Regions from separate parts of the Gossypium hirsutum genome. Here regions 1 and 3 are each linked to region 2. Evidence: chromatin contacts called from public Hi-C data. All regions are on one chromosome and are shown on one strand. Each heading gives the region's core, a stretch centred on a gene start, on an enhancer-like site or on the middle of the called end of the contact. The rest is flanking DNA. Distances are from core to core; before and after follow the strand shown. Region 1 holds the start of LOC107928025 (dr1-associated corepressor homolog). Region 2 holds the start of LOC107928109 (3'-5' exoribonuclease 1). Region 3 holds the start of LOC107928028 (probable carboxylesterase 15).

Region 1 (3,645 bases), core at 1,073-3,572, 150 kb after region 2:
AGAATGGCCATGACCATAGTCAGGAACCCGACTAACAATGTCCCTCAGAAAATCGAATACGTTGTAGCTCTGTACACAATGCTTTCTGCAGTTTATTTAAAACTTTTGTTAGAACAATGCACAATACACTGAAAATACGTAACACTAAGGGTAACAAAGAATGAGATCCAGAGACACATAATAAGAAACTGTACTGATTACAAGGCTTGTTAATCCAAAAATGTAGCATGATCGAGGAAGGATGAAAAAATATATTATTTTTAACCTCATAGCAGATTTATGATACTTCCAGACCCGAAAGGAGGAAATCCGGACCAAGTCCAACATAAATGAAATGAAATCGACAAAAGTTGTGGGAAAACTTGTATTTAAAGCATTTAAGGTGAAACTCCAAAAGTGTTTAAGGCATTTTGTATTTGTTTTGTTCCTATCTATATCGCTAATACATGTAGACTAATCAAGAAATGTGAAACAAAGCATTCAAAGAACGTTTATGCACAATAAATGCAGAAAAGAACATCAAACCCTAAAGTAGGCCACAGATATTGCACGGTACAAAAAGAAAACACTAATTATTCACTTACAAATGCAATGAATTCATGGTCTTTGCTCCCCTCTGAAGAGTAATCTCATACGTATGATCACAAAGGTCTTGTAGAAACAATTCCAATGCTTTTGCTGCAAAGTAACAGAAAGAAGCGTGATCAAGTAATATACATGCATAAAAGAATTATTTCGGCAAATTGTGAAAAGTTATAGCTGCTCACAAACTAAAACGGGCACCGCTAATGCAATCTTCCCGACATCTTCATCTGCTTGCATAATCTTTTTAATGCGAGCCTGAAAAAACAAAAACATTTGAAAGTTTCAGCACCTTATCACATGCATAATTTTTTGAGATAAAAAACGGCTTGAAAGATGCAACGATACGTCGAATTGTGGAACCATAAAACTGTGCATCTTAAGTATAAGCAATCAAATTTATATACTAATATCGGGTTATCCTAATATAAAACAGCAGCACCATGACAAGTAAGAAACCCGACAAGGTTTGTTAAATATAGAGTATATCAAGACAAGAAGATGGGATCTTTGACGCATCAATGTTGTTATCAAATGAGACATCGTGTGACACATGTCATTGTAAGTTGCTGATTTAATACCATCAACTGATCAACATAATGCAAGTTCCAAGTGCCACATGCCAACTCCGGTGTGAGTAGTAGAATGCTGCGAATCTATGTTACTCAAACTTATGTGCAAGTGTCGGATGTGGATACTGTTCGACATAGGTATGTTCAATTTCTTCGAGGTTTCTTTTCTTTTTCCCCATTTCTAACATTGTTGGAAGGTCATATTCTCATACCCATGTCCGGGTATGGGTACTTCAATAAAAGCCAAGAGTCAGAATAACACAAATGCTAAGGATGTCAACACTAAACTAGAACATGAGGACTGAAAAGAAACTAAAGTTCTACAAGTAAGCAAGATATTCAGCAGCCTAAGAATTATCAAATAATAATTGGGAAATTTAACCTCCATAGTTCCATAAAAATCGATCAATTCCGAAGAAACAATAAAAAAAATTTATTAAACCAACCTGGGTTTTCATAGAACAAGGAAAAAACACAAATCAAACAACACCGTCCATGAAAAATCCATATAGTTAAAACAATTATGAACTAATATCCAATAACCCTAAATATTGAACACACAATCAACTATTCTATCGTAAACTAATGATGACCTAGATCGTATAAATCGGAATCGCAACAAGAAAAGGCAATCACAACATCAAAAACTTTAATAATAATAAAAAAGACCCAGATTTCATTTTCCATCGAATCAATCAAAAATCGAATACCCAAATCAAATTAACATCGTATTAAAAAAAAGGAAATTAAACAAATTCAGTGAAAAATAAAAGGAAAAAAAAAAGAAGAAAGAACTTACAGCTGGGAAACGGGTATCGAGCTTCTTCCTCATGATTTGGGTGTCAGATTTGGAACATTAAATTATTAAAATATTAAAAATAAAAAGGGAAAAAAGACAATCGAAATATATATATTTAAAAAAAACAAGTTCAGAAAAAAAATTCGATGTTGTTCTAATAATTTCAAATTATGAAAAAAAATTTAAAAAAATAAAAATCTAACCAAAAGAAAAAACCATTTCAGATCCAAGACTGTTTTTTTTTCTTTTTCTTTTTAGTTCTAAAAAAACCAAAAACATGAACAGAGAAGTCTTTTGTTTCAAAACCGAACACAGGTTCAAGTTTGACAAAAAGAAAATTCCAAAGAAAAAAAAAATAAAGTCAAGTGGATATTGGTTGATAAATTGACAGGTTGGTTAATTTATTTGTTTAAACAGTCGACTTTATTAGTTGATTTAAAGAAGAGAAATGGTTTCGCGACACGTGTGATTACTTTATTTGGCTGTTTTTAATGTTTCATAACTGACAACGATATTTACAGATATTTTTTTTTGCTTATTTATTTATTTATTTTGGATTTTATATAAGATCTTACCTTAGTTATTACACATATATGATTGATGTTTAGAAGATAAATATGAAATGTTATTATCATTTATTTTATTTAAAAATTTAGGTTTATTTATTAACAACGATAAATTCTTTTTATTAAACTTATTGATACCACGTTTTAAAATAAAAAAACTCGCTTAATATTTATATAAAAAATGACATTATAATGTAATTGGATTTAACCGTGTTTAATTTTTAAAAAATTCAAATAAACATTTAAATTAAAATGAAGTATTTAAATTAACTAATGATATTATAAAAGTTTAAATATTAAATTATATTAAAATTAAATTATATATAATAGAATAGACAAAAATAAAAAATTGAAAAATATTTTTCACTATTTTTTATATTATTTAATTAATATTTTTTTTCTTATTTTTGTTAAGTCATGAACAAAGTTTGATGTAAACACATAAATTCATAGATCCATATCTTGATCAGAAAAGAATCAATAGAAAAAGAAAGATTTAGAATTGATCAATAATTTGTTTTTTCAAAACATACGAAAAGGAACAGAAGCTAAAACATAAATCATATATTAATTGAGTCTTCTTAGAGATTTGCTTAAGATTAAGAAAGAGAAATCTTATGTAAATACCACGGAATAAGGTTTGATCTTACTCATAGGATTCCATAAATATTCTCATTCCAAATAAAAGAAAGTTTGAAACAATTGAGTTTTTTTAGAGATTAGATGTAGTTACTAATTCATGAACTGACTTATACAGAATGTGTTGGGGATCGACCTGATTAAGCAACGAACAAGTAAAAATAGCAGAAGAAATTGAGAAATTAAACACATAAATTTAACGTGAAAAAACCCTTCCAAAGAGGATAAAAAACCACAGGCAAAGATAATTTTACTATAATGACAAAAGAACGAACAGTACAAAAGATAGAGATAAAAACTAAACCTTGAAAACTCGAAAACAAATAACCCTCAAAACGTAAACACAAAACTCTCTAAAAGTGTTATGAGTTTTAATTTCTAATAGGTGTATTTTCTAAGGTTGTAAAAGAGCCTATTTATAGGCTAAATTAATAGGTCAAATAATTGTAACACCTCAAACCCAGCCTAGATGTTATGGCCTAATCCG
Region 2 (3,877 bases), core at 1,122-3,621:
TATCTTTTAAAATTCCATCATTGAGTCATCATTTAATTTGGTAAAATTGTAATTTAGTCCCTCATAGTTCTTCATCTATTCAATTTGGTCCTAATTCATCCATTTTCCTTAGTTTCTAGATCATTCCACTCTTAAATTATTTACACTATTGGTCCTTCAACTTTTTTATATTTACACTTTAACCCCTCAAATTATGAATATTTACTCTTGTGCAACAAAACTTTTCTCACTTTTACAATTTAGTCCTTTCTTGAATTAATATATCATAATATACTTCTCAATATTGACATAACTCAAAATTTCCCTTTTTGTCACTTTATTTCCTTATTTTACTATATCAAGAATAATATCTTACTGTAAAAATTTTCAGGATATTACAAGACTTGAATTTTTAAATTAAAAAACTAAATTCCTTAAAATAAAAATATAAAGTCTAAATTTCAAATGTATAAAAAATACAAAAATGTGTATCATATTTTAAACCATAAAAGATTTATACAAGAATACAAATATGTGTCATTATAACTAGTGATTGGAAGTAAAAAGAAATCAATATATTATATAATAATTTTAATATTTAAATAAAAGGTTTAACATTCCTTCAAATCCCATTGTTTGGTTTATTTTCTAAAACTGTTTACTTTTATATTCATATGTGCAATCAAATCACAAGAATTGGTTAACAATGGTGTATATACCTTTGATTTCCTCATAATTTTTTTTTCGAATTTCGAATTAATCAAATTAAGTTATTTAATATTTTTAAATTAATTTAAATAAGTAGTTCAATTTTTTCAGTTCGAGTCAAGTTAAAATTTATAACTTGAATAATTCGAATTACTCAAATAAAAATTTGATATAAATATCCATCAAGCCCCTGACAGTTTTGAAAACGTGAAAATTGGTACCCTAAAAAAATTCAAAATAATCTTCAAAAATTCATAATTTGTATTAAATTAATTTTTCCAAAATTTTATAATATATAAATTTAAAATTTAAGGTCATTAATGTCTATATATAAATGCTAAATTATAATTTTTTAGGGCATAATGATCAATTTAGCCCTTAAGGTTTAATGTTTTAGTTAATATTTTCATTAAAAAATCAATTCAACTATTTTAAAATTTTAATGATAAAATTTGACTCTTTTTAAAAAGTTAAGGGCTAAAATTAGTTAAAAAAATAATAAGAGCCAAATTAATAAAATATGTAACATTAATGGCTAAATTTTTCGTTATGCCTTTTCTAGAAAAGGGCTAATTGGAAATATAAGTCTCTGAATTTTGGCGAAAAAATTTAATTAAGCTCATCTGTGAAAAGCACATTCAATTAAGCCCGCAAACTCACAAATTGCATAAATTAAGTCCTTTAATCAATGTTTTCCGTCTTTAATTGTTAGAATGCTAATGTGGTCATTAACAACATTGATATGGTACTCCACATCAGCGACAATTGCCAACGTCAACAAAACGAAAATCAAAATGAGTTTATATCTTAAATACAAATAAATTACAGTGTTGTTTATATTTTTCCTACTATAATTCATAATGATCAAGAGATGTTAAAATTAAAATTGTATTTTATGATTAAAACAAAATATTAAGGAAATCGCATATAATATGCGACAACATGCAAAATTAATTAGTTATTAAATTTTAATTTGATAAAAATAAAAAAAAAGAATAAATAAATTATTTATATTTGACAAATAAGTAAATGAGTTGCAAATAATTAAATTCAAAGTTAAATATAATTACATTGCAAATATTAATTAAGAGGATAGACTTATGGTTTAAGGGTAAATTTGGTTGAGGGTTCTATTCTCGTTCTAGGTATGGAACAGTTTAAAAATTTGTGGTTAGTATCTACTCTTTAATGAGCATGATTATTTACTGTGCTCGCTCCTGTAGATACCTTGAGAAATAAAAAAATAAAAAAAATGTAAAATAAAAAGCATTCAAAGGAAAAATTGGTACAAAGTAATATCTCTTAAAAAAATCTTTACATTATTAAGGAAGAAGTTGTAGAGAGGCCTGAAACCCAATATCGGAAGAAAGAACAAACTTTATTAAGTGACTCATTGCGACAATATAAATTTATTATTGATTCAACATAATAAATTAGTTTTCTATGTAATTTCATTTATGTGAAAGGACTAATAGTAAAAATAAAAATAGAAAACATCACTCTAATGAAAGTAAATTTGAGGCTACTAATAACACTATAAAAATATAGAAAAATAAATATAAAATTTCAGTTTAGTAAAAGGACTAATACCAGAATTTAGCCTTTTTTAACCAGTGCAGCAGGCAGCCCACGACCCGATTCGAAATTGAACCGGTTCGAACTCGGCCCATGTACAGATCAAATTTACATAAACTTCTTTTCACCATTGTCTCTCTTTGCTCTCTCTAGCATCAGACAAGGTTAGTCTCTTCTCTACGCTTTTCTTTTTGTTTGAAATCGCTCCATTTTTTGGGTTCTTTTATTTATTTAGTATTATTTATTTTCTATAGGTGAGGGAAAAAACAAGAGGATCTGATGTACTTGCCTGTGGATCTTAATTATAGACAAGATCATGATGGCCCTTGAAAATAAAGGTTATATTTTTATTCTTAAGAATTCTTTTTTTTTTGTTTAAAGTTTGGAACTTTGATCTGCTTTGAGTTGTGGGTTTCTGTTTTTTAGATTGACTATATATGTATAAATTATTTCTGTGGTGTTTTCATTAATGGGGTTTATAACAAATGTGATATTTTTAGCATTGTCTTGATGGGTTTTTTATTTGTATTTTTTAATCTAGTTCTTTTTATTGCTCTGGGTTGCTTCAGTTTTGAGTGTTATTTGAATGATTATAATCGAATTTAGGATCCAATAGATGCCTGATATGTTTCACAGTCGACTGGTTTGAGATATGGCATTTTAAATTTGAAGGCTTTATTGAATTTTTGTTCTGCCATTGATTATATAGCTAATGCCGAATGCGATAAACTGGAAGTATTTATTATACTGTGTTGTCTAAGTAGTATTTTGGATACCTGTGATACCTCGTATTGGATAATGAAGAACTATTGAATAGCTTACTGGCTAAACTGTTTGATAAGGTTGGCGTGTTTGATCCTAAAATGGATGTATAAATTGACTCTTGTTTGTTTATTGGAATGGTTGGAAGAGAATTATGTAAATGTTGCTGGTCAGATTTTGTTCTAAGCTGTCTTTTAAGCAAGCAGTGATTATGCAGACAAGCTTTAGGTGGCTTGTTGGATTATTTCTAGATATTTTGAAATATTTAGCCGGTTATACTCTTTTGAAGCTATTTTGACCTAATTCTTCCTTTTTCTCGTATCCGTATCAGATACATTTTAGACATAGATATGGGGAGATGACTCTCCAAGGACCCTTTAAATACATAGAATAACTCAGAAAAAAATGGCATATACCCATGATGGACGCATACTCGTATCTGACACTCACATGCTAGTTCGAGTAACATAGTTTTCGTGGTACCCTATTTTGTTGCATAGCCTCATTGGCATACACATCCATCACAGTGGAGTTACTCTTTCTGTATTCAATGAGCTGCCTCTTGTGTTTAGATTCCCAAAAGGCTGTTGGAAACACTTTGTGCCTGGAGTACTGATTGAAGTAGATTTTATTGATCCTCTTTTAGCTTAGTTTCACTAGCAATCAAGTGTAAATTTAGGGTTGGTCCTATTGGAAGGTAGCTTTAGCATCTTAAATGGCCTAGCTTTGACTCTTTACTTTTCTTGAATTACTTGTGTCCGACACTTATCTAGACATGGGTATGGAGATATGAGCTTGAAGGATCCTCTAAATGCATGGGGAAACTTAGAAAAAAAATTAACAAGCCTGTGTC
Region 3 (4,016 bases), core at 1,398-3,897, 130 kb after region 2:
AATATTGACGGAAAATACTTACAATTTTAATAATTGGATTGAAACTTTTACATCAAGAAAGTACGATGACATAATTTTAACTTTTTTAATATAGAGACTAAAACTCAAATTTTATCAAAAATATAGGAAATAACAACATATTTTAACCAATCTATAAGTTAATTGTTTAGACCTGTTCAAATTATAATTTCACTGAAAGAATATGTTTATTTTTATTTAATCTTTAATAATTTTGAAATTAATTTTTATCAAGTTATAATATTATGTGAAATGGTTTAGTTGTTACAAGTGAAGTGTTTAAGATGACGTCTACTCTTTCAAGTACTAAATACAAAACAAAAAGCACACAAGACACAAAGAGTTGTTTATGCAGTTCGATTTTCCTACGTTTGTGGAGTCTAACTCGGTGAGAAATATGCACTCTCTTCAACAATTACAAAGTGAACCTACTCTATCACACACCCCTGATAATTTCTTTTATCCTTGTACTTTGAAGACACAATATCCTCACCACTAAATTCACCGCTAGTGAATTCAGCAAACAAAATTACAACACAAAATTTTACCATCAAAATGGCACTCTTGCAATAATACTCTCACCTCACCTTTGTACTTTAAAATATCTTTTTCTTAACAGTGAAACAGTAGATCTCATACTTTAAAACATTAGTATATTGATTATAATTATAATCATAATTATAGTTGGTGATGCTATTCTTTTAATGAATTATATATAATTATGATTTATAAATTTATGTCAACATCATATAATTACTTATTAATATATTAATTGTAATAAAAAGTAAGACTTGTAATACTTTATCTTAATTTTATAGAAATCGAGACTAAAAAAATACTAAAAGAACTAAACTTGTTAAGAAAACAAATCGTATATAACAAGGACAATTTAATTAAACGTGCTTCTAGACTATTGATATAGAGTAGCAAGATAAGGAGGAGCGAAGAGAAGATCAATGTGGTGCAATGGAGACTAATTTACCTATAAAGATCGAGAGTTGAAACAAGGATAAGATGACAGACTGACTAAGAGGATAAGTGCTTAGAGTAACTTCAGGGTTCTAAATAGGTTGATCTCTTGTTCATAGTTTTCCAATGTATTTATATGAAATGTCACCTCATCACCTCATCCACTGGTATGATATAATTAGATAAATATCTAATTTCGTTAAATGTGTAAATAGATAATCATAAACAATTATATTGAAATCCTATCAATATGACATAGTTAAAGTCAAATAGACTTGTTGTATTGAAAATATATTTACATCAGCTTGAGTGGTAGATCTCATTTGAAGTGTGACGGGTAGCTTAGCAAATCAAAAACAACTAAACGGGGAATCACGGTGTACAATGAGACAAATATAGTAGCAAAATGGCAATATGTGGAGAGAAGACCCCAAGAGCAAGTTCACGTTCTAAAGGCATTCAAAAAGAGTGGACCCTCCACTATCTAAAGTAAAAACGCCTGCTTGGAAAAAATGTGTAGTGGAAGTCTTTGGGAGGCCCTACTATATTTTCTTATTTCAATCTTCTTAGAAATTTCATAAATAGATACCCTTTTGGGGAGAAATTAGGAATTCGGTATTAAAGGTTCAAAATAAAATTTTTAAAAATTTAGTACTAAAAGGTAAAAAGTTCATTTTATTAAAAAAAAGACCTTTAATTGAATACCTTATAACTAAATATTAAAGTTAATATTATATCACTTAGACCTAATTTAGGAATGTGTCTCAAAAGTACTTTTGGTACAAAAAAAAATATTTCTTTCAAGTCAAAAATTGACTCAAAATCACTTTTTTAATAAGCTTCTTTTCAATTTTCTTTTTTTCAAAGGTTTTTTTGAGAAATATTTCTAAACTAGGCCTTAATTAAAAGAAAATCAAAATTATTTCTTTTTTATGAAATTTAAAACTTTTACTTGATAATACATAAAATATTAATATTTTTATAATTAGATAACTTTTCTTTCATGTTATTACCTTGCCAATTTCCTTGGACTGAAGGAAGCAGCCCAACAACTTTGGTTGCATGATTAGTCAAACCTCTTTGTCTCCCATTTATTATGTCCAATATTCAGTGCTTTCTTACATGTTTGAAACTGACCATTCAACCTCCAAACTAATATCGGTTTGGTTATGTTACGAAAATATTTATTCTGTTTTATATAATGTTTAAAATTATTTATAATTCCTTTTCAATTCATGCATAAAGAAGTAATGCGTTTCAATGTATTTAAATTTATATTTTTTTTACATTAATAATAATATCCATGTCAATTAAACTAAGACTCAATCGATTATTTATCATATATATATATATTCCATATTAATTATATTTACAATTTAGATCACTTCCAACTAAATTTCTTTGAAGTTTCAACCTCAACAACAGCTTAAATAAACTATTCTTAATTTAACCAATAATAATTAAATAAAAATATAAAAAAATTCATAACTAATTCAACCCTCTATCTTTTTCTTGATTTTTAATTTTTAACTAAAATTAAATTAATTTTTTTATAAATATAAAGTTGAATGGGAAGACTTCACTACAATTTAGTCAAGTCCAATCAAATTGTTTTAACCATATAACACGTTTTTTTGAGTCAAAAAGCAAACCCATTGAAGTTTGGAGCACCAAAAACGCAAATAAATATTTAAAGACGATATTAAATAAGCAGGCGATTTCCTGTTTCGACACCTCCTGTTTTCTTCTATAAAAATGGCACAACCAAGTACATCCTTTACTCATCACTTCCAAGTCTTTAACACCCCTACTTAAACAAAAACCATGATTCAAGAAAAGAAGCTAGTTGAGGAGGTATCTGGTTGGCTAAGAGTCTATGATGATGGCTCAGTCGACCGAACCTGGACTGGTCCCCCTGAGGTCAAGTTCATGGCTGAACCAGTCTCACCCCATGAACAATTCATTGATGGTATAGCCACTCGTGATGTCACCATCGATCAAAATTCAGGCCTCCGGGCTCGAATTTACTTGCCGGAGGAGGAAAATCCCAAGTTTCCGATCATACTTCATTTCCCTGGCGGTGGCTTTTGCATCAGCCAAGCTGATTGGTTCATGTACTATCAGTTTTACAGTAGGTTAGCCAAATCGATTCCAGCTATTGTCGTCTCGGTTTACCTCAGGCTAGCACCGGAGAACAAGCTGCCGGCCGCTTGTGACGATGGCTACGCCGCTCTCCTTTGGCTTAAATCGTTATCTAAAGGTGAGTCAAACGAACCTTGGCTCAACACCCATGGTGATTTCAACCGAGTTTTCCTTATAGGTGATAGCTCAGGAGGGAACATCGTGCATGAAGTAGCTAAACGTAGTGGGTTCATTGATTTGAACCCACTAAGACTCGCTGGTGCTATCCCTATCCACCCAGGGTTCGTTCGGGCTCAACGAAGCAAGTCCGAGTTAGAACAACCCCAGTCACCTTTCTTAACCTTAGACATGGTGGATAAGTTCTTAGCCTTAGCATTGCCCAATGGATGCACCAAGGACCATCCCATTACTTGTCCTATGGGGTCATTTGCCCCACCAATTGACACCCTAAATTTACCACCGCTGATGTATTGTGTAGCTGAGAAAGACTTGATCAAAGACACTGAGATGGAGTACTATGAATTATTGAAAAAAGCCAACAAAGATGTGGAGTTGTTTCATAGCACTGAAATGGGTCATAGCTTTTATCTTAACAAGATTGCCATTGATACTGACCCTGTTACTGCTGCACAAACAAGTGAACTTATTGAAGGAATCAAAGTGTTCATCAATAAGCATGGAAAAAGGTCGTAGTTTTTATTGATGTTGTCAAGCTCTGGTTGCGTGTTGCTTTTCTATACGTATGTCAACATTTTAATAATTATATATTTGATCTTGTGGGTTATTTGAAAAAACGTTTAGCATGCCAACATTGAAAGAAATTTTTTATTTTCCATTCAATAAAATTTTTAAAATTGGATGATCTTCGAATCGATTTAATTGAATAA

The links. A called contact is a pair of places that touch in the nucleus more often than the background predicts.
Region 1: a Hi-C map of leaf shows a contact between it and region 2, with 2.5 times the contacts expected there. The contact joins the promoter of LOC107928025 here to the promoter of LOC107928109 in region 2. A contact is called at or near these places in 7 of 34 Hi-C or Micro-C datasets (callus, hypocotyl, leaf and 1 more).
Region 3: a contact with region 2 is called in a Hi-C map of leaf, with 4 times the contacts expected there. The contact joins the promoter of LOC107928028 here to the promoter of LOC107928109 in region 2. A contact is called at or near these places in 21 of 34 Hi-C or Micro-C datasets (anther, callus, cotyledon and 5 more).

The regions. Positions count from the first base shown.
Region 1 is chrA06:123,994,549-123,998,193 of Gossypium_hirsutum_v2.1, reverse strand. LOC107928025 (dr1-associated corepressor homolog) reads right to left here and starts at 2,322. Exons shown (of 6, transcript XM_041116183.1): 1 at 1,954-2,322; 2 at 768-840; 3 at 585-678; 4 at 1-85. The coding sequence starts at 1,986.
Region 2 is chrA06:124,144,397-124,148,273 of Gossypium_hirsutum_v2.1, reverse strand. It overlaps LOC107928109 (3'-5' exoribonuclease 1), which reads left to right and starts at 2,371. Exons shown (of 5, transcript XM_016859283.2): 1 at 2,371-2,426; 2 at 2,517-2,600. The coding sequence starts at 2,579.
Region 3 is chrA06:124,015,620-124,019,635 of Gossypium_hirsutum_v2.1, reverse strand. It overlaps LOC107928028 (probable carboxylesterase 15), which reads left to right and starts at 2,647. Exons shown (of 1, transcript XM_016859181.2): 1 at 2,647-3,993. The coding sequence starts at 2,812. The coding sequence ends at 3,822.